Regions from separate parts of the Sus scrofa genome. Here region 2 is linked to region 1. A link is a contact called in public HiChIP or PLAC-seq data. All regions are on one chromosome and are shown on one strand. Each heading gives the region's core, a stretch centred on a gene start, on an enhancer-like site or on the middle of the called end of the contact. The rest is flanking DNA. Distances are from core to core; before and after follow the strand shown. Region 1 holds the start of RIN2 (ras and Rab interactor 2). Region 2 holds the start of NAA20 (N-alpha-acetyltransferase 20).

Region 1 (5,476 bases), core at 1,251-3,750:
TGTGGCTTCCCGCCCAGTGTGTCCTTTGGGCTAAGGGCCAACAAGGTTGATGGGACTTCTTCCTTGTACGTGTGATCCCAGCACACGTACACCGGGTGTGAGCACTTACTGCATGGTGCTTTTCAAGTCAGGAGGTTAAAAGATACATACTTTTCGGGGGCTGCTGAAAGAGAATGACCTTGGGGTCACTGCATCATCCCTCTCATCCCTGTTCCGGGTGGGCTGAGTGCACCAGCCCCAGGGCTCAGGGCTCAGGAGGAGCTGTCCCCTAGGAGGGACAGGAAGAGCCAGAAGGCTAATTCTTGGATGGTCTGAGGGCTGAAATGAGGGCACTGGGTGGAAGGCGAGAGAAGCAGCCTCCCATCCCAGGAAAGAAGGAACTTCTAAGCACCGCTGCCCACGTGTGTCCAGGGTGCTTTCATCGCACGTGGTGAAGGTGTCCATGCCTGGGCTACCCTGGGCACCAGCGGAGTTTCTGCAGGTGGATGAGGCCAGAGCTTCTGTGAGACACCCATGTTCCAAGGATGCAAGGGATGGACCTCCCTGGAATTAGCCCCCCGGGACAGGCCAGTCCTGTGAGTGGCAGAAATGCGCAGTTTACCCCCAAGCACCTTGCTGAAAAAAGAAGAAAAATTATTATCCTCCATCACTCCTGACAATTAAGATAGCTAGTAGCACGGTTCCTAATTCTGTTTAAACTCTGCAATCAGGCAAGGGGCCTGGGAATGTAGTTCTTTGCTTCTGATTTCTTACCTCCCACAAATTAGTTTCTCTTTTCAATGAACAGTTGTCACGATCTTAAAAATGTTTTGGGAGTTCCCGTCGTGGCGCAGTGGTTAATGAATCCGACTAGGAACCATGAGGTTGCGGGTTCGATCCCTGGCCTTGCTCAGTGGGTTAACGATCCGGCGTTGCCGTGAGCTGTGGTGTAGGTTGCAGACGCGGCTCGGATCCTGCGTTGCTGTGGCTCTGGCGTAGGCGGGTGGCTACAGCTCCGATTCAACCCCTAGCCTGGGAACCTCCATATGCCGCGGGAGCGGCCCAAGAAATAGCAACAATAACAACAACAACAACAAAAAAGACAAAAGACAAAAAAAAAAAAAATGTTTTGAAAAGTTCATCTGATGACTGAGAGCAAATCAATGCTGGTCAGTGGTACAAGATGCTCAGAGGGAAAAAAAAAAAAATTAAATTCACTCAAATCGTCAAGCCAGAGGCTGGAGTAGAGCTTTTCTGTCCAATTTGTACAATCCGTGGTAATACCAAGATAATTATGGAAATATTCAGAGATCTTTCCTGGATCCAGACACAGAACCGCCCCACTGGCTTATACCTCTTTGTAAAGACGAAAACCACTTAAAAGAGAGGACCTGCTGTTATTGGAGCCACTCAGGGAACCAGGAGAAAAGGTGACACATTTCTCAGGACTGGCCTCAACCCGACAGGTCCCCAGGGGTGAGTCACTTTTTCCGACTTCAGTGAGTTTGACTGTGAAATGATTGGAGTAGTGAGATCTTGTTTACCAAAGGACTGAGGCTACTTTGCCTCGCTTCATTCAACTGCTGGGAAAGAAGAAAGAAGGGGGTGATGAGAAAGCTGCTGTGGCCGACGTTCGCAGCAGCAGGTGATAAGAATCCACGACTTGCAGAAGCCGAGTTTGTTTTAAAGCAGACTAGTGAGTGGTGGGTGCCTGTGTGTACCTGCTTCTGCTTTGTGGCTTTGCTCTTGTGACCAGAAGTGGGTGCACTAGGAAGCGTCTAGGCTGACTCAGTAAGTCCAAGACGGGTAGGGAGGGGAGGAGGTCCCTCTCGGGGGAGAGACTACCTTGCCCAGATCTGGCCCCTGGCCAGTTAGAGCAAAAGCTGGTGTTTTGCCAGAGACTTAGCTCCGTGGATCAGTGAACTGGAAATCGGGCCCCGGGTGTCCCAGCCTCCATCGGCCAGCCTGCAGCCAAGGTCCAGGTGGGGGTGTCCCAGCGTCCGTCCTCAGCTGCTCCTGATGGAATGCACTGGAAAGCCAACCTGGAGCCCAGCCAGATGACTCTGCATTCTGGATGCTGAAATTCCAGGATGGACTTCACTTCCTTGGGTCACTCTTGGGGCCACATAGAAGCCACAGTGAGGCTTTCTCCAAAGTGGCCGAGTCGGGTGTCCAGGGAGAGAGGAATACTCACTTCCTGCCTTTGTCCTTTCGCTGGACTGCAGCAACTAGCTTCGTTTACATTCTTTCAGTGGTGTTATTGAAAAGGCTTGGCAGCTCCAAAGTGTTTGCAGTGTCCTTTAGTCCCATTAGGGCTTTCTCTCTCTCTCTCTCTGTCTCTCAATGTCTCTCTCCCCCTCTCTCCCTCCCTCCCTCTCTCTCATTCTCTCTGCTAGCTTTTAGCTAGCATCTGGAAAGATCCACTGGACGTGCTGGGCTCCTTGTTGGGGAATCCACTCTACCTTTCAAGAAAACCAGGAAAGGCACACGCTTCCACCGTTTAAGTCTGGAGGAATTTTACAGCCTCTCCAACTACGGTACCTTTTCTGTTTCTTAGTCTAGCCTGTTACTGGGATGGTTTCAGGATGAAACTGCTGGCGTAACCCCTGAAGGGTGAAGGGGTGGGAACCACCAATGGAAAAAAAAAGTCTCCTTTCAAATTGTATAAAATTTCTGCCCATGTTGAGTTAAGGTGTTAGAGGCTATGGTTTGGGAAGGAAACTAGTGCTGCTACAACAGGAAAGACCCGAAACCCAGACTTCTTCAGGGGCCCTTAAGAACTTCATTTTTAAAAATTTGAATGCTGTGTGATGTGCCATCCATTTGGATTTCATCCCGTGGGAAGGACCCGCCATGGCCCCTGGCAGCCTGCTCTTGTCACCTGCTCTCAGCTCCATCGTGGAGCGGCCTTTTCAAGAAGCAGAGATGCAGCGTGGTATCTTCTGGAAGAAAAGTGATGGACCTGCCCGCCCCACACGGAATCCACACTGGATGTTTCCTTGAGGACCCCTTAAGGTGGAAGTGTGCACGTGCATTCTTCAGGCAGCTAATTAAACATCAGCTCCTGGGATCCAGACTGCTCTGTGGTTATAGGCAAAATTCTCTGCTTGCCATGGCTCATCTGAAAGGGTTTGTACATGGAAAAGTTCCGAACAGAACAAAGAGACTTGGGTCTGGATGAGGAATAAAGTCTTGGCTCTCGCCGAGCCTTTCTGTAACTGCTATGCGATGTCAAATTCCTTGCCGAGAAAAAGCGTCTGGAAGAAAAAGAATTACAGGCATTAGGCTCAGTTTCAAGGAGGGATTTGCGTGTGTGTGTGTGTGTGTGTGTGTGTCTGGATTGAAACAGTTAATCATTTGCTTCCCAAGGTTACAGTGTGGCTGTGGTTGTGTTCCTTGTTCCGCACAGAGCACTGTGTTTCCTTCTGGAGTCGCTCCAGCCCGTGGACTTTGCTCATAAGTGATGGGCTTCAGAGGGCTCGGAGCTGGGGCGCTGTACAGCCCGAGAGCGTGACTCTCAGAGTCAGCAGGATCACAGTGGAGAGCTCACCGTTCGGAATGTTGACCTTCATCCCAGCAGGATTGCAAGTGGAAAGAGTCACAGGGGAGACACTGCGGAAACTTTAAAGGGACCAAGCCTCGGAGAAATGACCGAAATAGGTGACAGCTCCAGAAGGAGGGGTGGGTGTGTGCTGCCTGCTCCTTTTCTTAGCTGACATTCCATGGTCAGCGGAACCCCACCGTAAACATAAACAGAGAGGCAGTCATGGACTGAAACGTGCCTCGCTCCAAAGATCATTGCTTCCTAATGTATGCAGTTCTCTGCCAAATAATTGTGCTTCACCACTTGCTGAGATGTCCCTTGGTGCCCCTGCCTCTCTGTCCCCAGCTAATAATGAGACAGCCTCAGCAAATGGGCAGAAACTCCTGTGATTTGGGTGCCTTCCCACCCCACCCCTGCAGCTGAACCCCTTTTAACATCCACAGATATGTTTTCATTTAACTTCTTTTGTTGTCCTTCCACTGGGCGCTGGTTGTGCTTAGGATCAGCTACCTCTTGTGCCTGTTATGTGCGCTGGAAGGCGGCTTTGTAATTGTGCCTGGTCCTGGAAGCTGGTCCAGGAATGCTCGCCTGGGCATCCTCAGTACACGCTGGCTGAGGCGAGGCCAGCAGCCTGGGGGCGTGCGCGTGTGTGTGCTTGTGCGTGCGCACTCAATTGCGTGTGTGTGTGTGTGTGTGTGTGTGTGTGTGTGTGTGTGTGTTTTATTTAGAGGTGGACTTGGAAGGCGTTATAGCCGAGAGAAGATTATTGGATTATGATGCTCCAGTGAGGGCAATTCCAAGCTCAAATAGCCACAGTTATGATTCAGGATCAATCACGCCCTGAAATTCCCCTCTGCGTTCCAAAGTCCGCCTCCCACCCCCTGCGTCTTGCATTATCCTGGAGCTGCTTACGTGCTCTTTCTTACCCAAACTGATCTCTGTAAACAGGGACCCAGGATTTCAGCCCCATCTTTGGTTTCTCAGGAGAAAATAGAGGGGTTTCTTCCCAGTGCCCTCGTGTTGACCTTGCCTGGGGGGAGAGGGGCAGCAGAGCTAAGGATGACCTCACCCCATTCCTGCAGGATTTCCTGAGACATGGAAGGGCTCATTCTTCCGCTGTCCTTCCGTGATCAGCCTCCATGAGCCTCGGAGCAGATTATGGTGACATCTGATATTGTCCCTTTAGGACTTGAGCGTGAGGTCAAGCAAACCCACAAAGCAATCATTATGCTTTCCGCCCGTTCCAGAGAGCTTCTGCGTCAGCTGGAGGCACGGGAGGTGGGCCAGTGAGGTGGGGCACAGTCTAGGAACTGTGCTGTCTGAGGCAGGAAATCAGCCTGAAAAGAGATGGAAGGGCTTTGGTGGGAAAGAAAATGGCACTCTGTTGTTGATGGAAAAAGATCTTGGCAGGGCTGTTGTTGTGCGTGTTCTGTGGCTTAGAAAGGAGTTTCCTGCAGGCTGGACTAACCATTAAAAATATCTCTACCTCAGGAGTCCCAGACGTGCAGTGGAGCCTTGCCGGGGGAAATGTCAGCTTGGACCATGGGTGCCCGCGGTCTGGACAAGCGAGGAAGTTTCTTTAAGGTAAAAGGCGGCCCTGATTGGGGTGGGGTTGCTAATCGGCGGGGGGCGGCGGGGGGGCCTTCCTCTCTGAGCCAGCTTTGGCCTGCAGCCTGCCTGAGCGGCTTCGAGCAACTCCCAGGTTTTACAGTAGCAACGGGCTTCTGTGAGTCAGTGCTTCCAGAAGGGGCTAGGACCCCAGGCTTGGGGAGTTGCCTGTGTGAGACAGTTGAGGCAGCCTTTCTTTGTCAGCTGCTCACCTGGTCCTTTTTCAGCTGGATGTTTCTTGATGGGAGCTGGACTTGGCATTCAAGTGACTCAGGGCGGCTTATGTGATTTACACTTTGCTTGATTCTGTGAATCACTTAAATGCTCACTTAAAAAAAGAGAACC
Region 2 (5,476 bases), core at 2,072-4,571, 130 kb after region 1:
AAGTTGAAAAAAAAATTTTTTGGAGTTCCCTTGTGGCTCAGCTGTACATTAAGGATCCAGCGTTGTCACTGCTATGGTTCTGGTTACAGCTGTGGCACAGGTTCCATCTCTGGCCCTGGAACTTCCACATGCCAAAGACACGGCCGAAAAAATAAATACGTAAAATAAATGTTTTATCCGAAGGCTACTCCCCATCCAAGCTGTTTCATTGTCAAGTGCACTGCTGAGGACTCATCAAAATATATATTTACTGTGCACTTTGTCTTTTCCTCGTGATCTGAAGGAAAAGACATGGAACAACAACAGATGACACGCTAGGTTGTTTGCAAGTTTAAGTGTGGAAATTTGCCATGATGGCTGAGAGCCAGGTCAGCACGATTTACAGAAGAGCACATGCTGTTTTGTCTCAAGGAGCAGCAAAATGTTTTGTGATAAAATGTGGTAAAAAGCCTGTCGCTTTTTCCAACTACGCAGTAAAAGGAAGTACACAATGTCAAATAATCAATGAGAGGTTCTATGAGTCATCTTTAACAGAGGAAAAGGAGCAGCCAGGACAGGGACGCTGTTTATCTGCAGCTTCAAAATAAGATTGAATGCCTTGAAACAGAAAGCAATAACCATGCACCCCAGGAGCCTAAGGAACTGGGGGTCTCCAAGGCGCTGAAGGTAGTTTGTGCTTCTTACAGTTACAGAGATGCTGGGGACAATAATGGAAACTAGAGTGATTTTTTTTTTAAAGTCAGGTTTGTTTATTTATTTATTTGGCCATACCTCATGGGGTGTGGAAGCTCCCAGGCCAGGGGTTGAACTCAAGCCACAGTAGTGACCCCAGCAGTGACAACACCGGATCCTTAACCGCTAGGCCACCAGGGAACTCCAGAGTCAGGTATATTTACGGTATAAGCTACATACAGTAAAATTCACCCTCTGCAGTTATGAGCTATGAATTCTGACAGGTCTGTTCAGTAATGGAGCCACCATTGTGATCAGTCCTGAACTAAACTTTCTTTTCTGCTTCCCAACCCCTTCCCCTGGCAATACATGATGTTTTCTGTTCCCATAATTCTCTCCTTTCCAGAATGGCATATAAATGGAATCACACAGTTTATAGAATTTTGGCACTGGCTTAACTATCTGTGTACAGGTTTTTGTGCGAACATAGTTTTCATTTCTCTGGATTAAATGCCCAGGAGTGCAATTGCTGCGCTAAATGGTAGCTGCGTATTTAGTTTTTAAGGAAACAAACTCTTTTCCAGAGAGGCTGTACCATCTGACATTCCCACTGGCTATGTAGGAGTAATTCAGCTTTGATTTTTTTTTTTTTTTTTTTTTTGGTGTCATTTCTTGGGCTGCTCTCGGGGCATATGGAGGTTCCCAGGCTAGGGGTCGAAATCAGAGCTGTAGCCACCGGACTACACCAGAGCCACAGCAACTCGGGATCCGAGCTGCGTCTGCGACCTACACCACAGCTCACGGCAACGCCGGATCCTTAACCCACTTAGCAAGGCCAGGGATCAAACCCGAAACCTCATGGTTCCTAGTCGGATTCGTTAACCACTGAGCCACAACGGGAACTCCTGATTTTTGTTTTGTTTTTGTAAATTTCTGTGTTAAACTGCTGAAATTGTCAAAGATGCACTAGGTTTAAAACATATGCACTGTTAAGAATGTTTTATTTCTAATCTCACTTCTAATACAAAAACTTAGTCACCCATAAAAGGGAAAACAAAACTCATGCTGGACTTACTCTTCTCCCCCAGAAACTTTAAACACCGGAAGACAAAAGAATAATGATGTTTACAAAGTTCGGGGGTGGGAGGATATGAGATCCATGAATATCCAGCCAATATTCTAACTCGACATCTCTCACAGACTAAGGAGCTCTGAAGACAGAGCATCAGCCCCATGGGGCCCCTGGAAAACAAAGCAAAGGAAAGCAGAAAACAAACAAACAAAAAAACACTGTAATGAAATCCAACCAACCCATAAATGAATCAAAACAAAGGGAATGAGAAAATTGTAATAAAAAAGTGGCAGCAAGTATTACATCCCTTGAATTACAGACTTAACTGGAGGATGCATATTTGTAACACAGATGTATATATAAATTCTAAAAAAGTCACAATAATACAAGAAACATAATCAAGAGAGGAAGACAGAGGAGACAAAGAGCATTATATCTTTAAATTACAAAGAGACAACAGTGCCCTAAATGGAAAATTCTAATAAAAAATATGACTTCAACCTCAACGATTTTGATTAAGATGTTGAAAACGTGGAGTTCCCGTCGTAGCTCAGTGGTTAGCAAACCCGACTAGAATCCATGAGGACCTGGGTTCTATCCCTGGCCTCGCTCGGTGGGTGGGTCTAGGATCCAGTGTTGCCGTGAGTTGTGGTGTAGGTTCAAGATACGGCTCGGATCCGGAGTTGTTGTGGCGTAGACTGGCGGCTACAGTTCCGATTGGACCCCTAGTCTGGGCACCTTCATGTGCCACGGGAGCAGCCCCCAAAAGACAAAAAGACAACAACAACAAAAAAGTTGAAAACGTATTTACCATATATGATGTGAGGTTTTATATGTGTGTGTGTGTGATCTTTTTTTTCTTTCTTTCTTTTTTTTTGCCTTTTCAGGGCCACACCCGCGGCATCCGGAGGTTCCCAAGCTAGGGGTCTAATCTGAGCTACAGCTGCCGGTCTACACCACAACCGCAGCAGCGCCTGATCCAAGCCGCGTCTGCGACCTACACCACAGCTCAAGGCACTGCCGGATCCTGAACCCACTGAGCGAGACCAGGGATCTAACCGGCAACCTCATGGTTCCTAGTCAGATTCGTTTCTGCTGCGCCACGACTGGAACTCCTGGTATCCTTATTTCTCTGATGCTCTGTAATCTATTCAGTTTTGATCCTGCCAGCTACATCCATCCCGGTTAACTCTGTAAACTGCAGAAAATGGGTAGTAATAAAAATGATTCTTGACCACTGAAACGCACATGCATCGTGCGTGTCCAGGAGGAGATGCACTGGATTGCTGCTTTGTGTACACCGACTTACATCTACTTGTAAATACGTTTCAGCATTCCCGATGGCCTTGTGCAGTTTAGATTCCTCTTTGGACTCACTGTCTAATCTTACCGCTTTGGTTTCCTAACTCCAGAGTCTCTGCTCCTTCCTGGGGGATCCCCCTGCCCGCTTCCCCAGTCACTCCCAACGAGCGGTTGTGAAGTTCTGAAAAAGACCCGGAGACTCCCCAGGAGTTCCCGACTCTGGCCACCAGAGGGAGCTGCGTCGCCTCCACCGTTGCTGAGCAACTCTTGGCCCGGAAGCAGTTCTGCGCTCCGCCCCGCGGCGGCCGCGCGCGGAACGACTTCCGGCGGGGAGTGCGCGGGGTCGCGGAGGGCCGGCTCCTGCGGCTGCGACGGGATGACCACTCTCCGGGCTTTCACGTGCGACGACCTGTTCCGCTTCAACAATATGTGAGTGGCCGCGCTCCCTGACCATGGCCATGCTGCCGCCGTTGCGTCCCCGGGGCCGCGGGGTCGGGGTAGGGAGGAGGCCGGGCCGAACGGACGTGCTGACGCCCCGCTGACCTTGGCCGGGCGCGGACGTCCCACAGCAGCCCAACGCGTGCAGTCCCGGCGCCTCACGGGGCCGTCGGGCAGGGGGCGCGGACCGGTCCCGCGTCTCCGGTCGGCGTCCTCTCGGTGCCGGGGACCCGCGCGGTGCCGCCCAGCTTGGAGGAGGAGGTCCACTTGTGTTCTTGCGGAGTGGCAGTTTCGTGCGTTTCGTTACTGTCGCTGCGCTTCCTGCGGGGGAGTCGGGGGCGGCAAGGCCCACGGTGCGCACTTCCTTGCGTCCGACTTAAGTCGGGGTGTGGGACTTGTACATGCCTTTTTTTTCCCAAACGTTTTATTATGAAAATTTCTGAACACTTAAGAAGTTGACTGTAGACTCATAAGCCGACTCTATCGTTTACAGTGCTACACTGGCGTCATCCATCCATCCACGCATCCACCAATCCCACATCCACTTTAAAGATACTCTGGTAGTCACGTGAAAACTAAGGACCAAGTAGTTCAGATTCAAGTGTCAGGAGCATGGAAAGAACTCGAGACGAGGTAGCTAGAAACATTCAAAAAGTAGCTGAGCCTTGGAAGGTGTGTAAGTGTTGATGGTGGTGAGGAGGGAGGTTTTGGAGAAGGACGCAGGTGTGGAGGTGAGAGCCTCAGGAATGGCCAACACCTCTCAGGTGAGGGACTGTAGTAGCCGGTTCTGTAATTCGGAGGTCAGAGAAACTGGTGAGACTGGTCTGCCCCATTGTTGGGGATTTTCTCCGGGGCCTCTCCCAGTCGGAGGAGCGTAACTGAGGCTGTGTTGAGGTCTCGCTGTGTGTGGATGCGCTTCTTATCCCATCTGGTGTGAATTAACTAAAGTACTGAGTGTGAATTGCCCCTGGTGGGAGAGCCTTCCTGCCGGCAGGAAGCAAGGAGTCAAATTTAAGGACATTTGACTCCAGGGCTGTGCTGCTTAGCGAGGTCCCTGACCACCGGGGAACTTTTTGGAAATGCACATTCTTAGTTGTGTGAAGAGCACCGCTCTGGAGCCTGAGCTCCCCACCACAAGCTGTGAGGAGCGGGAGGCGGTGTGAGGAGTGAGAGGCAGTAAGAGGAGGCATACTAGCAGGTAAGCCTTTTAAGACGCTTTGGTAATGGTGGCTTGACAGAGGCTTGGGTTTGGGAAGTGCAGGCCTGGGAGGTGCCAGTTGCCTGGAAGTTTCAGGAGTAGAGGCAAAGCTTCTGGGAGAATCAGTCCTAACTGAAGACCTAAGAAGGGCCAGTGCTTATATATGAAAAGGAATAGAGTAGAAAGAAAATATGCAGGATCATTTATTTATAACAAAATATCTGATTTCAGAGAATCACCTAGCTCATTAAGGGCTCTTCAGAATATGCCAATAGGGAGACTCCTTGTCCTCCTCATTTTCTCCTAATTCTCACTTTAGTGCACTTCTATCAAGAACTCCTTGGATCACTCAGGGTGTGAAAGAAGCAATGGATGTGGAAACATTGCAGTTAATTTAACAAATGTTGTATTCTTGGAAAAATATCTTATGCCTGCTGTGCACCAGTGCTGAAGACATAGCAGTGAACAGAACAGGGGAAAAAAATTATCTTTCTGGAGTTTACCTTTTAGAGGGGAAAACAAGGTGAGAAAATACAGCATGTAGAACTTAGTGCTCAGTACAAAGGGAAAAATGAGAGCAGGAAAGGGAGATAGGAAGTGAATGGGGATTTGACTTCTGGTAAGGTGTTCAGGGAAGGGGTCACTGCGGAAAGACCATTGGGGGAGAGAGGAGCAGAGGGATGGGTACTTCGAGGCAGAGGGCATAGCTAGTGCACAGACTGCTGTTTCAGACAGGAGGCTGCGGCGGGTGGCCAGTGTGGCTGCAGGGGTGAGTGTGGGGGTGTGAGGTCACG

The links. HiChIP or PLAC-seq counts read pairs in DNA pulled down with a chosen protein or histone mark.
Region 2: a contact with region 1 is called in an H3K27ac HiChIP or PLAC-seq map of skeletal muscle. The contact joins the promoter of NAA20 here to the promoter of RIN2 in region 1. A contact is called at or near these places in 6 of 47 Hi-C or Micro-C datasets (embryonic fibroblasts, liver, psoas muscle and 1 more) and 2 of 2 datasets of contacts at active chromatin or transcription factors (alveolar macrophages and skeletal muscle).

Annotation. Positions count from the first base shown.
Region 1 is chr17:27,938,833-27,944,308 of Sscrofa11.1, forward strand. It overlaps RIN2 (ras and Rab interactor 2), which reads left to right and starts at 2,501. Exons shown (of 13, transcript XM_021077420.1): 1 at 2,501-2,516; 2 at 5,015-5,107. The coding sequence starts at 5,051.
Region 2 is chr17:28,066,831-28,072,306 of Sscrofa11.1, forward strand. It overlaps NAA20 (N-alpha-acetyltransferase 20), which reads left to right and starts at 3,322. Exons shown (of 7, transcript XM_021077417.1): 1 at 3,322-3,475. The coding sequence starts at 3,423.